4 separate regions of the Mus musculus genome follow, and all the other regions are linked to region 4. A link is a contact called in public HiChIP or PLAC-seq, Micro-C and promoter capture Hi-C data. All regions are on one chromosome and are shown on one strand. Each heading gives the region's core, a stretch centred on a gene start, on an enhancer-like site or on the middle of the called end of the contact. The rest is flanking DNA. Distances are from core to core; before and after follow the strand shown. Region 1 has its middle 29 kb from the start of Ugp2. Region 2 holds the start of Ugp2 (UDP-glucose pyrophosphorylase 2). Region 3 has its middle 57 kb from the start of 4932414J04Rik. Region 4 holds the start of Lgalsl (lectin, galactoside binding-like).

Evidence for each region. Promoter capture Hi-C pulls out the DNA fragments that hold promoters and counts their contacts. Hi-C and Micro-C count contacts between places; a contact is called where the count stands out from the background. HiChIP or PLAC-seq counts read pairs in DNA pulled down with a chosen protein or histone mark.
Region 1: a promoter capture Hi-C map of hematopoietic stem and progenitor cells shows a contact between it and region 4, with 2.5 times the contacts expected there. The contact joins the enhancer-like site here to the promoter of Lgalsl in region 4. A contact is called at or near these places in 6 of 39 promoter capture datasets (the C10 cell line, embryonic stem cells, hematopoietic stem and progenitor cells and 3 more), 3 of 115 datasets of contacts at active chromatin or transcription factors (SST interneurons, bone marrow-derived macrophages and embryonic stem cells) and 1 of 9 other capture datasets (adipose tissue).
Region 2: a Micro-C map of embryonic stem cells shows a contact between it and region 4, with 5 times the contacts expected there. The contact joins the promoter of Ugp2 here to the promoter of Lgalsl in region 4. A contact is called at or near these places in 2 of 39 promoter capture datasets (embryonic stem cells and hippocampal neurons), 4 of 484 Hi-C or Micro-C datasets (all in embryonic stem cells), 4 of 115 datasets of contacts at active chromatin or transcription factors (astrocytes, bone marrow-derived macrophages, memory CD8 T cells and 1 more) and 2 of 9 other capture datasets (adipose tissue and liver).
Region 3: an H3K4me3 HiChIP or PLAC-seq map of bone marrow-derived macrophages shows a contact between it and region 4, with 5 times the contacts expected there. The contact joins the enhancer-like site here to the promoter of Lgalsl in region 4. A contact is called at or near these places in 11 of 39 promoter capture datasets (the C10 cell line, the HPC-7 cell line, HPC-7-derived erythroid cells and 7 more), 1 of 484 Hi-C or Micro-C datasets (bone marrow-derived macrophages), 9 of 115 datasets of contacts at active chromatin or transcription factors (the NIH/3T3 cell line, bone marrow-derived macrophages, cardiomyocytes and 4 more) and 2 of 9 other capture datasets (adipose tissue and liver).

The regions. Positions count from the first base shown.
Region 1 is chr11:21,398,200-21,400,899 of GRCm38.p6, reverse strand. No RefSeq gene overlaps it. Among named protein-coding and RNA genes, the nearest start is that of Ugp2, 29 kb to the right of the region's middle. Within about 2 kb of position 1,354, at least 58 of the 459 cell types and tissues checked have an H3K27ac peak or open chromatin away from gene starts, as enhancers often do. A contact at or near this core is called in adipose tissue and pre-B cells, where this site is marked.
Region 2 is chr11:21,369,170-21,371,891 of GRCm38.p6, reverse strand. Ugp2 (UDP-glucose pyrophosphorylase 2) reads left to right here and starts at 1,263. Exons shown (of 10, transcript NM_139297.6): 1 at 1,263-1,705. The coding sequence starts at 1,687.
Region 3 is chr11:21,452,640-21,455,339 of GRCm38.p6, reverse strand. No RefSeq gene overlaps it. Among named protein-coding and RNA genes, the nearest start is that of 4932414J04Rik, 57 kb to the left of the region's middle. Within about 2 kb of position 1,424, at least 7 of the 459 cell types and tissues checked have an H3K27ac peak or open chromatin away from gene starts, as enhancers often do. A contact at or near this core is called in bone marrow-derived macrophages, where this site is marked.
Region 4 is chr11:20,829,856-20,832,555 of GRCm38.p6, reverse strand. It overlaps Lgalsl (lectin, galactoside binding-like), which reads left to right and starts at 1,448. Exons shown (of 5, transcript NM_173752.4): 1 at 1,448-1,582; 2 at 2,209-2,280; 3 at 2,430-2,518. The coding sequence starts at 1,547.

The DNA of each region.
Region 1 (2,700 bases), core at 105-2,604, 570 kb before region 4:
TGTGTATGGTTAAAATCCCAAGAGACTATACATTAGAGTATCATGTGGGCCTAGAATACGTGGTTGTATTCTTGAATCAGCCAAGCAGAGAATGCTTCATAGTTGGATAATTTAGGGACTCTGGGGTAGGAGTCTCTGACACCAGAAAGCCAAGGTTATCAGTCAGAAAGGTTTTCTATTGCCCTTAGAATAAAATCCTGAGTCTCCAAAGAGCCCCCCGAGCTCTGATAGTGAGGACCAACCCTCTCTTAGCCCTTTCTCTCCCATAGCTTCCTTTAACAGGAAGGATGTTGGCTTTTAGAAAGATTCTTCTAGCTGCAGTCTGGGAGCCTGGAGATAAAGAGAAGCCATCAGGATAACTTAGGCAATAAATACTTTGCCAAATTCCTGAACTAGGAAAGTGATAGAATGAATAAATCAATTCCAGGAAAAATGTTTATGGGAACTCAGTGCCACACTATACAGCAATAAAAATGAATGACAGCAGACAGCATTAATGAATGTTTCAAAGCAGTGCTGTCTGAACAGAAGCAGGGCACAGAAGTCCATGCACAGTATGACTTCTTTCTGATGAAGTTCAAAGCATGGAAAGGATACAACAAAGCCAATGGCTTGAGAATAATTATCAAGGCAAGGACAAACAAGCGATTATCCCAGGAGTCCAGTTTATGGTCACCTTCACAGAGAAGAGGCATTTGGGGGCATCTGGTTGCTGCTATGGGGGGGTGGTAACTATGTATGTTAGCTGGGCACTAAAATATATAGAAGTGATCTTTGATATCTCTCTCTCTCTCTCCACACACACACACACACACACACACACACATATCCATACTAAGTGTTTTCCTTATGTGTTCTCTGTAATGTTTTATCACAATTTAAAACAAAGTCCAAATATACATTGTTCTACAGAAACAGTTGGCATATACTTAAGAGCAAATGAGAATATGAAGTGCAAGACAAAAGACTTGGAATTAAATAGTCCACAGTTCAAATTGTGATTCTGTTACTTGGTGAACTGGCTTTGAACAAATTATTTAACTTCTTTAGGTCTCCAGTTTTATTAGCAAAACTAATAGAGCTGTTGTTGGGATTAAAGTGATTACCTATCTATTTTTCACCCCTTTCTCACTGATTGGTCAGTCAGTGGATCTCCCTAAAATTGCTAAACTCATAGCACACATTTTGACTTTCTGTACTTTACAAATGACTGTGTGGATTGCTATATCCTGACAGGCCAGGTGGCTTATGTCTCTAACACTGATCAATCAGCCAAGCAGACGATGTTTCAGAGCCCAGGGATTCCCAGGCCTGTCTCACGGTCTTGGCGGCTTCATTAGAATACAGCATGCTAGGTCCCATTTTCAGAGATCTGACTCACAGGCTTGCAGTTACAATTCAAAAATTGCATTTCTCACAAGTGAGAACAAGTTCCCAGGTGATGTCATTTCTGCTGGCTGGGACAACATTTCAAGAAGTACTAATTCACTGAAAATTGAACAAGTTGGAAAATCAGGTGCCTCAGTGAGACAGGAAATTGTTCTCCAGCTTTCCATGCACAGGAGAGAGACTGTTTTTCCAGGCACTCAGGATAAGAGAGAGGCCGAGCCCCTTATAATGGGCTGAGTGTTCTCACACCTACTTTCTCCTGCAGACAGCTCATGTCTGTCCTCTGACACATGGATTGCTTCAAGGGGTCTCTGAGCGCTGTGTTTAGTCCCTGAATTGTTCCAGCAAGGAACTCAGTAATGCCTATGAGAGTTAAGAGAGACTTTCAAAAGAATAATGCCTGAGATACTCAGAGCAGTTAGTTCACAGTTAGCTGCTTCTGTTATAACTTGAACTTTCTTTGAGAAGGTGTCTGTGAATATGAGACGCTACCTCACAACAGAACATGAGACGGTCATGGAATAAGCATATCTGTCCGGAAGGTTAACAGCTTAGGAAAGATGGAACACTTTAATGTTTATAAATATTAAATTTTATGTATATTTATAAATTTCAAGATCATGACCTAAGGCAAAATAAAGTAATTTTATAAAAACAGAACCAAAATTAAGTAGTTTTATAAAACAATCCTGGAGATGGAGCATATAAGTTTCTGGAGCACCTTTTGGGAAACTGAGTTGTGACAGTTTGAAATCTAGCTAGACAGCATTCCAAATGTCAGCAGCGAGCTGGCACGTAGAGGCCGGCTTCTGTGAACAGGCAGCGAGCACATGCCGAGCTTATGACGTGCTTGGCTCTCATTCTTTAAACACATGGTTCTAAAGTTTCTAAACACAGTTGTCTGAACCTTGACTCTGCCTCCCTTGTGACAAGGTGGGGGGATTTATTTTGCAATGCCTCATTAAATATTTTAGGCACTTGCTTTACACATACATATGCAAACACGTGCATGCAAACACATGGGTCCTTTTGAGCAATTTTTTGTTTTGTTTTGGTACAATCTTATTTTTTAGTATTTATATCTCAGCTATTCATTCAAATCATATTTCCATGACTTTTATACCTTATCCTCAGATATTTGTACAAGTTATAAAATTATATAGACTTAAACTATAAACAAATAGGAAAAAGTCTGTACCCACCTATAAACCTCAGCACTCCAAAGTGGAGTCAGAGATAGAGGCAGGATTGCTGGAAGCTTGAAGCCAACCTGGTCTAGTCGGTTCTTAGCCAGGCAGGGTGATAAGTGAT
Region 2 (2,722 bases), core at 14-2,513, 540 kb before region 4:
ACGTTCTGGCTTTTAACTTCATCTTTCTTTTGGAGACTTCAAGATCTATCATCAGCATCTTAAGGATAATAAGTCATTTTCACTTTGGCTAGAAAAGTAAACGCCCAATTCCAGCACAAACGTGCCCAGGAGTGGGATTCGAGGCAAGGCGAATAGTGATGGCTCTTTCTGGAGAGCCTTTATTTGGCATTCCCTTCGACGCCCCCAGGCCCTCCTCCTGTTGGTGAGCCACACACATCCCATCCCTTTACTTGATTCTGAAAAGGTTGCCTTAACCCTCCTCAAACCCTAATTGGTGGCAGAGCCTTTGGGTCCTCTTGAGAAGAGCCTGGTGTCCCTGAGGAAGGGGAGTTCAAGGTTTCCTCAACGGGCAAATTCTGGTGGAGTGCAAACACAAGCACACGCTTCGGTTTTCTCACACGCTCGTGGCATCTGCAAACAGCAAGCAGAGACAGACGTGCTTGGCACCGTGCTGCTGCCTGTGCAGCTCCCACGCGTGGGATTCCCGCCTTCGCTTCTGCGCCCGCCTCCCTCGGGCCTCGAACGCCCCGCCCCCTGCCACCTCCGCGTGTCTCATTGGCCAGGTCCTTAGGCAAACTTCGGCTCCGGACTGGCGGCTGTGCCTGTCGCTCTGAGCAGTAGGGACATTTCCGCATTGGGAGGGGGGAAGGAGGGGGAGGGGAGGTGTGTGGCGAAAGTGGGGGCTCCGGTGTCCGGAGGCGGCGGGCTGGAGGGTCAGGGGCTGCGCACGCTGGCGCCAGGCTCCAGGTGTTTGCGTGTGACGGGAGCGGAGGGGAGGTCGCCTCGGCCACGCTCGTGCAGCGTGCGAGACCTGATTCCAGGCCCCCAACTTCTCAGCCCTCGAGGGAATAGGAAGGTGGGTGTCGCTTAAGGGGCGGGCCGGGCTCCGAGCGACCTCCTTGTGGGGTCCTGCTCCGAAAGGCGTGGCCGGGGGCCGACAGTGGGGCGTGGAAGAGTAGGGGGCGGGCGGGCGGGCGGGCGAGGGCGTGTCAGGGAGGGCCAGGCCTCCCGGGGGGTCTGGGCGGCCAGGCCCGGGGGGCAGGGAGGGGGCGAGCCGGGCCCTGGTGTGGAGCGGCTGCGTAGGGGAGGGCGGCCAGTGGAGGCCGCGGGCAGCTGTCTGCCCGAGTGCGGAATTCGCAGCATCTCCGAGTCCCGGCTATTTATGGGCTGGAGAAAAGGTTGCGTTGCCCCTTCGCCGGCCTCCCCGCCTCCCGATCTACACGGGGCGCCAGCAGCTCGCCGCTGGACGGCCGCCGGCGAGGGGCCTCGGGGTGCGGCCGGGGGCCTGCGGCAGTCCTGCCCTAGAGGGCGTGGAGACCGGAGGGCGGTGAAGCGGCTCTAGGTCCGCCTCTCCATTGATGAAATTTAAGTTCGTCTGGTTTTACCTTTTCCGGAGTCTCCAGTCGTCCCCTGTTGGTGTCGGGATCGCTGAGTAGCCTGGAGTTCCCTCCCAAGCTGAGTCGGTCCCACCAAGTTTTCCGTCTTCAGGATTTTTCTTTTTAAAGACTAGTTTTGATTTTTTTTCCCCCCGAATTCTTCTTTAAGTAGTTAAACATCGGAGGAGAAAGAACACTTCGGTTGCAGGGAAGGGAGAGAGACCTTCCTTACAACGTAGATTCTAGAAATTGAAAATTATAAGCCAGATTATTTTAATAAGATCCTAAAATGTCGAGATTTGTACAAGGTAAGACATTTTGCTTTCTGTCTCTTGGCTGCTTCGTCCGATTTTGAATATTGGTAGTCTCTAAGTAAGTGGGTAGTTTGTAACTGGAAGTGTTCATTTGTGATACCGTTTGCCAGACCTTTTTGGTTAAATTGGTATTTAAGCTGCTTTGCGCCACTTATTGGGTTGGCATTTCATATACGTGTTTGTATGCCTCTGCGCCCTGCAGGGGTTATTTCTACCTTCTAAAATCAGTTTTAATAGTATTCTGACATCGTGGATAGTAATTGTAAAAATCAAAACAGGATTTTTGACTGCTGATTAATTCTTGTTCCCTTCTTGCACTCGATGATAAGTTAGTTATCTTTGTGGGACAAGGAAACCCAGAGGGCTAGGGACAGGCAGATGCGTTTGTCAAGACTAGTAGGAAGCTCTCCACTTCTTTTCTGTGTGTACGTGGATTGAGTCTCAGAGTAATTTATTGCGAAATCAGTAGTTTGTAGACACTGGAGGTCATACCAGTCAGAGAAATGACTTTGCTGCAGTGCTCTTAGCTTTTTCTTTTTTAATATAGAAAGATTATGCTTTCTTTAAATTTGAAAATTACCATTCAAATCTGTATATGTGTAAATAATGCATTTAGCAAATACCCCTCAACCAAGCTGTAGTATTGCAATTGGGTGCTGCCTTAAACTTCTGTCACAAAACTGTATAGAGTTTGCCTATAAGAAGCCTTTCCTTCCAGACCCCAGTGTGTGAAAGCTTCAGCCATCTTGCTTAATACATGCAGTAAAGTTTGCAACCGCTTCACGTGATCCTCAGTGACTGTCCATGCACCTTTCCCCTTTCCTTTTAAAGTTATGCTAGGGATGTCCATCATTTGACCCTGGAAATGAAAATGCCATACAGGCTTATGCCCCACTTTACTAACTCTTAAGTTTTTCATATTAGATTAAAGGAATCTGCCTTCATTATTATGGAAACAGATGGGACCGTTATGCCTGTCTGCCTTCAGCACTAAGCTCAGAAATGTCATTT
Region 3 (2,700 bases), core at 175-2,674, 620 kb before region 4:
AATGGAGGAGTGTTCCTCTTTCTCCACATCCACGCCAGCATCTGCTGTCACCTGAATTTTTGATCTTAGCCATTCTGACTGGTGTGAGGTGGAATCTCAGGGTTGTTTTGATTTGCATTTCCCTGATGATTAAGGATGTTGAACATTTTTTCAGGTGCTTCTCTGCCATTCGGTATTCCTCAGGTGAGAATTCTTTGTTCAGTTCTGAGCCCCATTTTTTAATGGGGTTATTTGATTTTCTGAAGTCCACCTTCTTGAGTTCTTTATATATGTTGGATATTAGTCCCCTATCTGATTTAGGATAGGTAAAGATCCTTTCCCAATCTGTTGGTGGTCTTTTTGTCTTATTGACGGTGTCTTTTGCCTTGCAGAAACTTTGGAGTTTCATTAGGTCCCATTTGTCAATTCTCGATCTTACAGCACAAGCCATTGCTGTTCTGTTCAGGAATTTTTCCCCTGTGCCCATATCTTCAAGGCTTTTCCCCACTTTCTCCTCTATAAGTTTCAGTGTCTCTGGTTTTATGTGGTACATCTACACAATGGAGTACTACTCAGCTATTAAAAAGAATGAATTTATGAAATTCCTAGCCAAATGGATGGACCTGGAGGGCATCATCCTGAGTGAGGTAACACATTCACAAAGGAACTCACACAATATGTACTCACTGATAAGTGGATATTAGCCCAAAACCTAGGATACCCAAGATATAAGATACAATTTCCTAAACACATGAAACTCAAGAAAAATGAAGACTGAAGTGTGGACACTATGCCCCTCCTTAGAAGAGGGAACAAAACACCCTTGGGAGGAGTTACAGAGACAAAGTTTGGAGCTGAGATGAAAGGATGGTCCATGTAGAGACTGCCATATCCAGGGATCCACCCCATAATCAGCATCCAAACGCTGACACCATTGCATACACTAGCAAGTTTTTATCGAAAGGACCCAGATGTAGCTGTCTCTTGTGAGACTATGCCGGGGCCTAGCAAACACAGAAGTGGATGCTCACAGTCAGCTAATGGAAAGAGCACAGGGCTCCCAATGGAGGAGCTAGAGAAAGTAGCCAAGGAGCTAAAGGGATCTGCAACCCTATAGGTGGAACATTAGGAACTAACCAGTACCCCGGAGCTCTTGACTCTAGCTGCATATGTATCAAAAGATGGCCTAGTCGGCCATCACTGGAAAGAGAGGCCCATTGGACACGCAAACTTTATATGCCCCAGAACAGGGGAACGCCAGGGCCAAAAAGGGGGAGTGGGTGGGTAGGGGAGTGGGGGTGGGTGGGTATGGGGGACTGTTGGTATAGCATTGGAAATGTAAATGAGCTAAATACCTAATAAAAAATGGAAAAAAAAATTCATGGGGAAAACTTACATTATCTGTAATCCACCACTGACCAGAAGATGGCTCCAAAGAGCAACAAAACTCATGTGCTATTATTAAAGAGTGATGTACTTGTCATGCTAGAAACCTTCCTGTCATTCTGTGAGTCACTTTCATATTCATGTTAAATTGACTAAATGACAAAGTTGACTTGCTAAATTAGTTTATGTAGAATAAATACTCTGATAAAAATCTAAGAAGCAAACACTTGAAATTCGGTGTGAAGATTTTTGTTTTTTAATTATCTTTAATCTTTTTTTTTTTTTTTTACAGTTCAGTCATTATCCCCCTCCCAGTCCACCCTCTGATAGTTCCTCATCCCATTCCTCTCCTGCACCCACCACTACCACCACCACCCCCATCTCCAAGAGGATATCCCCACTCCCACCCTGCCAGGTCTCCCCACGCCCTGGAGTCTCAAGTCCAGGGTTAGGTGCATCTTCTCTCACTGAGGCTAGACCAGACAGTCCTCTGCTGTATATGTGTTGGGGGTCTCGTACCAGCTAGTGTATGCTACCTAGTTGGTGGCTCAGTGTCTGATAGCTCTCAGGGGTCCAGGTAACTTGAGACTGCTGGTCTTCCTATGGGGTCACCCTCCTCCACAACTTCTTCCAGGCTTTCCTCTGATTTCAGTGCATTTATTGGGTGTATCTGCATCTGTCTCAATCTGTTGGGCCTCTTGAAGGGCAGTCATGTTAGGCTCCTGTCTGTAAGATACCATAGCATCAGTAATAGTGTCAGGCCTTGGAACCTCTCCTTGAGATGGATCCCAATTTGGGTTGGTCACTGAACCTCCGTTCCCTCAGTCTCTTCTCCACTTTTGTCCCTGCAGTTCTTTTAGACAGGAACAATTCTGGGTCAGAGTTTTTGACCATGGGATGGCAACCCCATCCCTCTACTTGATGCCCTGTCTTTCTACTGGAGATGGACTCTACAAGTTCCCTCTCCCTACCATTGGGCATTTCATCTAAGGTCCCTCCCTTTGAGTCCTGAGAGTCTCTCATCTCCCAGATCTCTGGCACATTCTAGAGGCTACACACACACACACACACACACACACACACACACACACCTCCCAAGGTTACCTGTTCCCGTTCATAATGCTAATCCTCAGGGCTTCACTCATATTTCCCCTCCCAATACCCGATCTTGTTCCCCCTTTTTCCTCTTCCTCCCTTGTTCCTCCTTCTGTCCTCCCAACCCTGCCCCCAGTGACTGCTTACTTCCCCCTCCCAAATAGGATTGAAGCATCCTCACTAGGGCCCTTTGGCTTATTAACCTTCTTGAGTCCTGTGGATTGTATCCTGGGTAGTCTT
Region 4 (2,700 bases), core at 199-2,698:
AATTTATTAATCTTCACAGTAATTCAAGATAGGATCATCGTAGTAATTATTATCATGTCTGATGAAGAAATTAAGGCACGCTACTATCAGTAATAAGAAACTAAATTTGGACCCAAGACACCAGCCCTTTATAATAACCATGATATATTGTACCACGCTTAGCTAATAGCAAATAATTCAATGATTTTTTCCCTATGCTGACTCTTAGAAATTCAGAGAATCAAAGTATGACTTTAAAATATCAAGTTTCTTGTAATTGCCTAGTATGTTAGAATAATTAATAGGTGTGATTCTCAAGCTCAGATGAGTAAACAGGAGCAAAATGGGAGCCACAATGACAACTCTTCAGTCTCTAATTCTGAGAACCACTTCCACAAAGGCTCCGACTGTGGATTACAGGCATGTTCCCTGTCCCACAGAGATTACCATGATTAGCACTGGTCCATAAAGGGACACAAAAGCTGCAGAGACGCCAGGTCCCCCAAAGGGCCCCTCTGGGACTGTAGCAGCTCACTTGCTCAAGCTCCTTGCTTATTAGTGTGGTGATTCACACAGTGCATTGGGCAAGCCGAGTATGTCACCTAATAGAGAGTATGTTGATACAGCCTTATCTGAGAAGTTACATAATTATGCTAGTGTCAGGATACCATTACAGGAGTCTGAGCCTTAGCGTGAAAGAGGAGTGTATTCCCTAGGAAGTATTACACAAAGAAGGACTGGAGACTCCATTACCCCAAACTAAGCAAGTGACGTAAAATAGCTAAGGACAGAAACTGTGTCCACTTCAAGTTGCGGCTTGGCCGGGCACCTGCTGAAGAATGCTTCCGGGACCCCGACACTAGCCTGCGCTTCCCTGGGAACAGAGGGTTGGTCGGCGCTCAGCAAACTGTCCCCCTAGAGTCCTGGCTGCTTCTTTATTTAGGGTCAAATATGTACAAGCCTTGGACCTCCATTCTCCTTCTCCTCCAAACAGTGCAACTATCTTTCCTCCCACTAGGTTGGAATTCTCTGAAAGAAGCCATACCAGGTCTTCCTCTTTGGAGTCCTCCACCTTCTCTCGACCTCACTCCTGATCCACCCCCACAGTCCCCCAGGATGCGGAAGGAGGTGAGTGAGTAGGGTACCGACCAGGAGTGTCCCCAGCACCTGTCACCTGGCCCACCTGGGCCCTCCCTTCACCCCTTTCCCCAGCCCCACCCACCTTCCCGCCGACAGGCCACCGCCCTCCGGCCTTCAGCCGTGGTCCAATGGCCGTAGGGCAGGGCACGCTTAGCAAGCCGCGGCTCCCGGGCCCCGTCCCCGCCCTGTTCCCGGTTCTCGGTTCCCGAGCCGAGCCCTGCCGCCTTTAAATGCCACCCCAGGCCAACGCACTGCGGCCCTCGCCACCGTCATCCCCTCGCCGCCGCGATCTCCGCGCCGCCCGCCTCCCTTCCCCCTCCCGGGCCTGCGGCCGCGCCAGCCTGGGGCGTGCACGCGCGCCCGTGTGTGCGCGCGCCCGGCTCGGACCCGCGCCCGCCGCCGCGTCCCCGGCGCTCGCTGCAGGAACATGGCGGGGTCGGTGGCCGACAGCGACGCCGTGGTGGTGAGTGCAGCGGCCTCCCGCGAGGCGGGTAGCTCAGAGGGCCGGGGCAAGGACTACGGACCCGCGGTGCCGCGGGAAGCGCGGTACCTGTCAGCCGCCGCGGGGTGCGAGCTCGGGGGGCCCCGGGCGCGGGGCAGGAGGGCGCCGGCCAGGTGCGCGCTGGGCGCGTGTGCGTGCACGTGGGTTAGTGTGGGGCCGCGGTCCCGGCGTCCGGGATTTACCCCTTTGGAAACGGTCCCGCGCCGGGGGCTCCGGAGAGAAGCCGAGCGCTGCCGCTGCACTCCAGCCACGTCCCCGAGGACAGGCCAGGGGGCAGAGACTCCGGGAGCGTTTGTGCTTGGAGAGGGGCCTGCCGCCCACCTACACGGGCTTTGCTTCCCGGGTGGGCCGCGACCTTGAATTTGATCCGGTCTCAAGAGCCTGGGGATCATCAGAGGCTTAGACCGGATGGAAAGGCCGGGTTTTGTTTCGCGGTTATTTAATGGGCTATAAAGAGGCATCATATGTATGTGTGTCTGTGGAGGGCTGCTGGATCACTACAGATTTGTGTTGATTCCTCATCCTTCCATTCACTCCCTAATAAACAAGGGTCTGTGGAAAGCCAATCTGTGTGCTTCTATTTTTAGAAACTTGATGATGGGCACTTAAACAACTCCTTGGGTTCTCCAGTTCAAGCCGACGTGTACTTCCCACGACTGGTAAATCAATGTGCTCCGTGTCTCTGCCTTTATCCTTTTCCCCTCTGGTGCATTTCCTTGCTTTCTAATGGGTCTGATTCTCAGGGCTGAGGGTTTGGCTCGTCTCTAACAGCCCATAAACATCCTGTCTCTCCCCTCTTCCTTTGCAGATAGTTCCATTTTGTGGGCACATTAAAGGTGGCATGAGACCAGGCAAGAAGGTATTAGTGATGGGCATCGTAGATCTCAACCCCGAAAGGTAAGGGCAGAGCCCTGCCATTGCTGAGTCCCGCGGCTGCCTCCTCCCCTTACCCTACTTGCACAGTGTCACTAGTTAGGAGTGCCAAGAAAGTACCATGTTCCCATGAAAAGAATGTGTATCAATCCTAGCCATCATCTCTGCAGATAGCTATTTATATCAGTGATGATAAAAATAGGCCT